Regions from separate parts of the Sus scrofa genome. Here region 2 is linked to region 1. Evidence: chromatin contacts called from public Hi-C data. All regions are on one chromosome and are shown on one strand. Each heading gives the region's core, a stretch centred on a gene start, on an enhancer-like site or on the middle of the called end of the contact. The rest is flanking DNA. Distances are from core to core; before and after follow the strand shown. Region 1 holds the start of ZNF205 (zinc finger protein 205). Region 2 holds the start of MMP25 (matrix metalloproteinase-25).

Evidence for each region. Hi-C and Micro-C count contacts between places; a contact is called where the count stands out from the background.
Region 2: a contact with region 1 is called in a Hi-C map of alveolar macrophages, with 1.7 times the contacts expected there. The contact joins the promoter of MMP25 here to the promoter of ZNF205 in region 1. A contact is called at or near these places in 9 of 47 Hi-C or Micro-C datasets (alveolar macrophages, blood, embryonic fibroblasts and 1 more).

The regions. Positions count from the first base shown.
Region 1 is chr3:39,102,030-39,105,146 of Sscrofa11.1, reverse strand. It overlaps ZNF205 (zinc finger protein 205), which reads left to right and starts at 1,837. Exons shown (of 8, transcript NM_001243641.1): 1 at 1,837-1,995; 2 at 2,448-2,558.
Region 2 is chr3:39,142,302-39,145,101 of Sscrofa11.1, reverse strand. MMP25 (matrix metalloproteinase-25) reads left to right here and starts at 1,481. Exons shown (of 10, transcript XM_005662216.3): 1 at 1,481-2,800.

The sequences.
Region 1 (3,117 bases), core at 588-3,087:
CTGTCCACCTCTGCACATCTGATGCAGCTCAGCTCTGCCCTGCTGTGTGGTAGTTACTGAGTAAAAGCTGATTCCCCTGCTTCCTAATGTTTGGCTATATGTGTCTCAGGCTTGATTTTTCTCTGTGTGTTTTTATTTTTTTATTTTATTTTTTAAATTAATTTTTGTCTTGGCTTTTCTAAGGCCGCTCCCAGGCTAGGAGTCTAATCCTAGCTGCAGCTGGCAGCCTACGCCAGAGCCACAGCAACTCGGTATCTAAGCTGCATCTGGGAACTACACCACAGCTCATGGCAACGCTGGATCCTTAACCCACTGAGCAAGGTCAGGGATGGAACCCGCAACCTCAAGGTTCCTGAGCAAGGCCAGGGTGGAACCCACAACCTCAAGGTTCCTAGTTGGATTCGTTAACCACTGAGCCACGACGGGAACTCCTTTTTTTATGAACATCTCTAAGATATGTGGCACACATGCAGAAGGAGCAGGTCAGCGGCATATGGTATACTACCTTTTTTTTTTTTTTTTTTTTTTTGTCTTTTTGCTATTTCTTTGGGCCGCTTCCGCGGCATATGGAGGTTCCCAGGCTAGGGGTCGAATCGGAGCTGTAGCCACTGGCCTACCCCAGAGCCACAGCAACGCGGGATCCAAGCTGCATCTGCAACCTACACCACAGGTCATGGCAACGCTGGATTGTTAACCCGCTGAGCAAGGGCAGGGACCGAACCCGCAACCTCATGGTTTCTAGTCGGATTCGTTAACCACTGCGCCACGAAGGGAACTCCGGTATACTACCACTTTTGAAACAACAAAACAAAACACAAAAGAGATCGGTAGGAGGACAAATGGCAGCCCAGTGAGCTGGACGAACGCATCGGGATCCCTGTGTTGCAAGATGGATTCCCCGGCAGGGCAGGCGTAAGGCCTGGACTCTTTCCTCCTGGAGCGCATTTCTTCAGCCGTGGCCTTGAAAAAGAAACATGCTGAACGAGGACCGTGGATCTTTGATCGAGGATCCTGGCCTAGAGTTTTTATTTCCGAATGCCAACCAGGGCATCCATTTTCGACACAGCAGAAAAGGCGTCCACACAAGGGACAGGTGAGCGACTACGGGGAATGCAGTATAACCCCACCCTCCTTTAAAGGGTACAATTTAAAATAATCATGTTGCGCTGTGGCGGTGGTGTCTAAGCAGCACCAGGACTCAGATCCGATTCCCAGCCTGGCACATTGCGTTAAAAGGATCCAGAGTTGCCACAGCTGTGACTCGGACCTGATCCCTGGCTCCGGAACTCCATATGACCTGGGGCCGGCCAATGCATACTTCCATACCGACCTAAGTACATGATTAATTGATTGAAAAAAAGCAACGTTGTCACCGCCAGGGCGGCGGGGCGGGCGGAGCCGGCAAAATAAAATGATATGCATTAAAAAAAAAAAAAAGATATGTAGGGAGATGCTTGACCAGAAATCGCGCTCCCGGGTACCCGGGCGCCAGCGCTCTCGGGCGGAGGGCCCTCGAGGAGACAGCCTAAGTTTCCCCGCAGGGCTCCCAGGTGTCCGCCCCGCGGTCCTCGCCGCCAGTCGCCCCAGTGCCGACGGGCGCCACGAGAAAACCGGAAATTGAAATGTAGCAGCCGGACGGGAAACTCAGGCACACCAGGGTCAGGTAGCACCGGGGTGACCCTCCCGACTCTTTGGGGCTGCCACTCGCGGGCGCGGACGGGAGCGCGCAGGTAAGGGCGACTGGGCGGTACCCTGGAGGGGCGGAACCATCGGGGCCACAGCCAATCACCGGCGTCTCTCGTGGCGGGAGGCGGGGTAGATTCGTTGCCTGGGCGACATGCTCCCTGCGTCTGCTTTCCGCCTGCTGCGGAGCTGGGCCGCGCCGAATTGTGTGCCCGGGGTTCCTGGGCCTCCGGTGGCTCCGAACCGAACGCATCTCTCTGCAGCCGCGTGGCATCAGGGAACAGGGCCTCAGGGTTGTTTCCACGGCTCCAGGTGTGGGCGGGCCGGTGGCCATGTGCTCTCACGACCTGGTCCCCAGCTGCCCTGGGAGTTCTTAGTTATTTCTCTTGAAAATTTTTGTATTTCTAGGGCCCCGTCTATCTAACACTTATTCTGGCTTCCTTTCTCTGTTTTCAGTGGTTAGCATTGTTCTGCTGTTTACTCGATTATTCCTATTTTTCCTGGCTTCTCTCCCTTTATTTGCCCTTACACTCTCTTCTTGCTAAGGCTAAATCTCTGCATTGCCCTGTCTCCGGGCTGGCTTCACCGTCTTAATTAGTACACGTTTGTTTTCATTTTCCTTGCTTCCTATGATGCTTTTTTTTTCGTTTTTATTATTCTGAGTATTTTTTTGTAAAGTCCTTTTTAAGGCCTGAGTCAACTCGCAGGCCAATCTAAGGGTAGATTGCAATTTACTTACTAAAAATGGTGTGTTCTTACTCAAGCTCCCTGAAGCTGCAGGATACCGGTGCTGGCATTTGTTGAGTGTTTCCTGTGCCTGAAGCCCCAATAAGTGACTTAATCCATGACAGCTGTCTTGTGAACAGGCTCCTGAGGTAAGTACATTCCTAATCTGGTGGCCTGTGAGCTGGACGGCAGAGGTTTTCTGCTGGAGTTGTTTGGAATTCTTTTGTTTCTTGTAATTATCGACGTTCAAAAGTTAGCTATTTCACATAGAGATCAAATTCTTTTTTGGCTTCTCTTGAAACATCCTCAAGCTTTGGTAATACGGAGTCTGCAACTACCACCTTGAAACAAAACATAATTTCTTGAGGACCTGGAAGTCCCTCCTCATTCTGGTCTTATGGTACCACCTGGGCACTGAAGGAGTTTAGCGGGGTTTTTTTGTCTTTTTTTTTTTTAGGGCTGTACCTGGGGCATATGGAGGTTCCCAGACTAGGGGTCTAATTGGAGCTGTAGCTGCCAGCCCACACCACAGCCACGCCAGATCCAAGCTGCATCTGTGACCTACACCACAGGTCACGGCACTGCCAGATCCTTAATCCACTGCGCAAGGCCAGGGATCGAACCTGCGACCTCATGGTTCCTAGTCAGATTTGTTTCTGCTGCACCATGATGGGAACTCCAGAGTTTAGGTTTTTGATCTCTGCTTAC
Region 2 (2,800 bases), core at 232-2,731, 40 kb before region 1:
CATGCTTGTTACGTCACCATCTTCCCAGAATCTTCTCCGATCCAAGGCCTTTTGCACAGGAGTCAGTGAAACAGGGTCAAGACAGGAAGTTCCTGGGACTCCTTGGGAAAGGAGCCCACGCGGCATGGTACCAGGACCCATGGGGGAAGCCCTGACTTGGCTGCCACTGGATTGATAGAGCAGAATGTAAAGGTGCCAGACTTCATGAGAGTGTGGAAGCTGGAGTGTTTGTTTAAAAGGCTTTATGTCAAGCGGTCGTGCCTCTTGCCCGCCTGCCATCCTGGGGACTGACTCTGACTGGGGACTGTTTCTCTAACCAGTGCTGCAAGCCAGGCTTGCAAAACCGCCGTTCAGACAGTGTTCCTGGGAGGTGCTAACCGGGAACCAGTAAGATTGCTGGAGCCTGCACAGGCTGCGATAGAAATGTGGGGTGCTGGGGGGCAAATTCTGTGTGCCGTAGTCCTGCATGGAGTGTGGACGTAGGCTTAGGGCAAGAGCCCGTGAGCGCCCCCTAGCGATGACTGCTGGGACTTTGAACTAGAGCGTTTCCAGGTTCATCCGCTGGTTACCAGCAGTCAGGTGAAGCTCCCCCAAGGACTGAAGGGCGTAAAGTGATCTTAAAACCTGAAATACCCATGGTGTCTAGGGTGATGTCAGAGAATGACTCTACTGGGATGGCCGAGCCCAGCGGAGTTCCATAATCAAATGGGAATGGTTTTTAGAGGACGGTGCTGCCTGGGAGATCCTCACGACGAGTAAGGAGTCTCTCTCTGAGCCCTGTGTGAGCAGCTGCTGGATTCCACCACTTGGGCAGTGAGCGCCCTAGAAACAGCTCTTAACTGGCCAAGAAAGGGCTGCTCGATTTGTAGACAGCAGTTCCGAGGTGAGCGGAAGGCCACCACTCTGATGGAAGAGGGTAAAACGGATCATTCTGGTGGGCTAAACTGCATGCTCTTTTCCTAGCCATGATGGAAGGATTGACGGCTGGTGTCTCAGAGGACAGCCTGCTACGGGGAAAGACAAAAACACATGTCTGGTGTCAGAAATGTCCAGTGGTTGGAGTTCCCTAGTGGCACAGAGGGTCAAGGACCCCAGCACTGTCACTGCTGTGGTTCTGATTACTGCTGTGGCCGCGGGTTCAATCCCTGCCTGGCCCATGGGACTTCCCATGGGGGAAGGGGTGTAACCAAAAAAAAAAAAAGAAAAAAATGATGAGTGTGGTCGTGGTGTGAAAGTAAAGGAAAAACAGGAGTTCCCCTCGTGGCTCAGTGGTTAATGAATCCGACTAGGAACCATGAGGCGGCGGGTTCGATCCCTGGTCTTGCTCAGTGGGTTTAGGATCTGGCATTGCCATGAGCTGTGGTGTAGGTCGCAGACACAGCTTGGATTAGACCCCTAGCCTGGGAACCTCTATATGCCGCGGGAGCAGCCCTAGAAAAGACAAAAAGCCAAAAAAAAAAAAAAAAAAAAAAAAAAAAAAGGAAAGGAAAAACACCAGGAGGAGGAGGAGTGGACATTTTTATTGCAAACGGGATTCTTAGGGACGGAACTGTGTTCCTAAATCCCTTTGTTGACGCGCTGGCCTCCAGCGCCTCGGAAGTGGCTGTATTTGGAGACGGGACCTTTCAAGAAGTGATCCAGGTAAAATGAGGCCCTTAGTGCGGGCCCTCAGCCAGTCGTAAAAGGGCACAGAGGAAAGCCCATGCGAGGACACAGGGACAAAACAGCCACCTGCGTGGCGAGGAGCGAGGCCTTGAAAAGGCTCCTTGATTTTGGACTTGCCGCCTCCAGAGCTGTGAGGAGGAAGTGCCTTTCTGTTGTTCACGTCCCCGGTCGGTCCGTGGGGGTTTGTTGTGGCGGCGCCAGCAAACTAGCACAGGATCTCCGTGGTTTAGTTTGCGTCTCTAGCTTGCTCATCCTGCTCACTGTTTGTTTTGCTTGAAACACACAGGGGGTCCCGTCGCTGCCCCCCGCCCCTCGCCAGGAAGTCCACCCCCATCTTCCTCCTCCTCCTCCAGCTGCCGGGCCTCCCAGCCCCCGGCTCCCCCCGGGGTGTGAGGGGCGGCTCTGCGCGTCTCCGAGTCTCTGCCTCCCGGATCTCGTGCCGCTCCCCCGCCTCCCCCACCCTGCCCTCCTGGCGGCGGGTAGGCGCCCTTGCTTCGGCGAGGACGTCAGTGGGTTTTAAGTGCCTAGTACCTGCCGAGAGGGGGCGCGGTCCCGGAGAAGCCTCCGGGCCTGGGATCTAGAGAAGCCAGGACCACCTTGCAGGAGGCAGAGACCGCGCTGCCCGCGTGGTGGGGGGAATGAATTCGGGGACCACAGGGAGCCACCCTCGCGCACACGCGGGGGAGATGCGCGAGGGGCTCGTCGCGGCTCCACCGCGAGGGAAGCGCCCCAACCTCCCGCTGTCCAGAAACCCCTCCGCGCTTCGCCGGCCGCGCGGCCTGGGGTCTCCGCCCAGGGCGGCTGGGGGAAGGGGAGGACCCGTTGCAGCTCCTCCCCCGGACCTGGCCGCCGGGATCCGCGAAAAGCAGAAGCTAGCGGCGATCCGGGGAGTCCCGCCGGGATTTAGGAAGAGAAACTTGCAGCCGTAACCCGGAGCCGTGCCCCGCGTTCTCTCAAGGGCTCGGAAGAGAGTCCCTGGGTTCGGGCGGGGAACTGAGCCACCTCCCGGTCCGCCCCGTCTCACTGGATGACCGAAGATCGGGCCCTTCCCCATCCCCAACCCCGCCCCCCGCTGCCCCGTGGCTGCTTTGCCGGGTGTACCTGCCCCGCCCAGCCCCGCCCCGCCCGGTCTGCT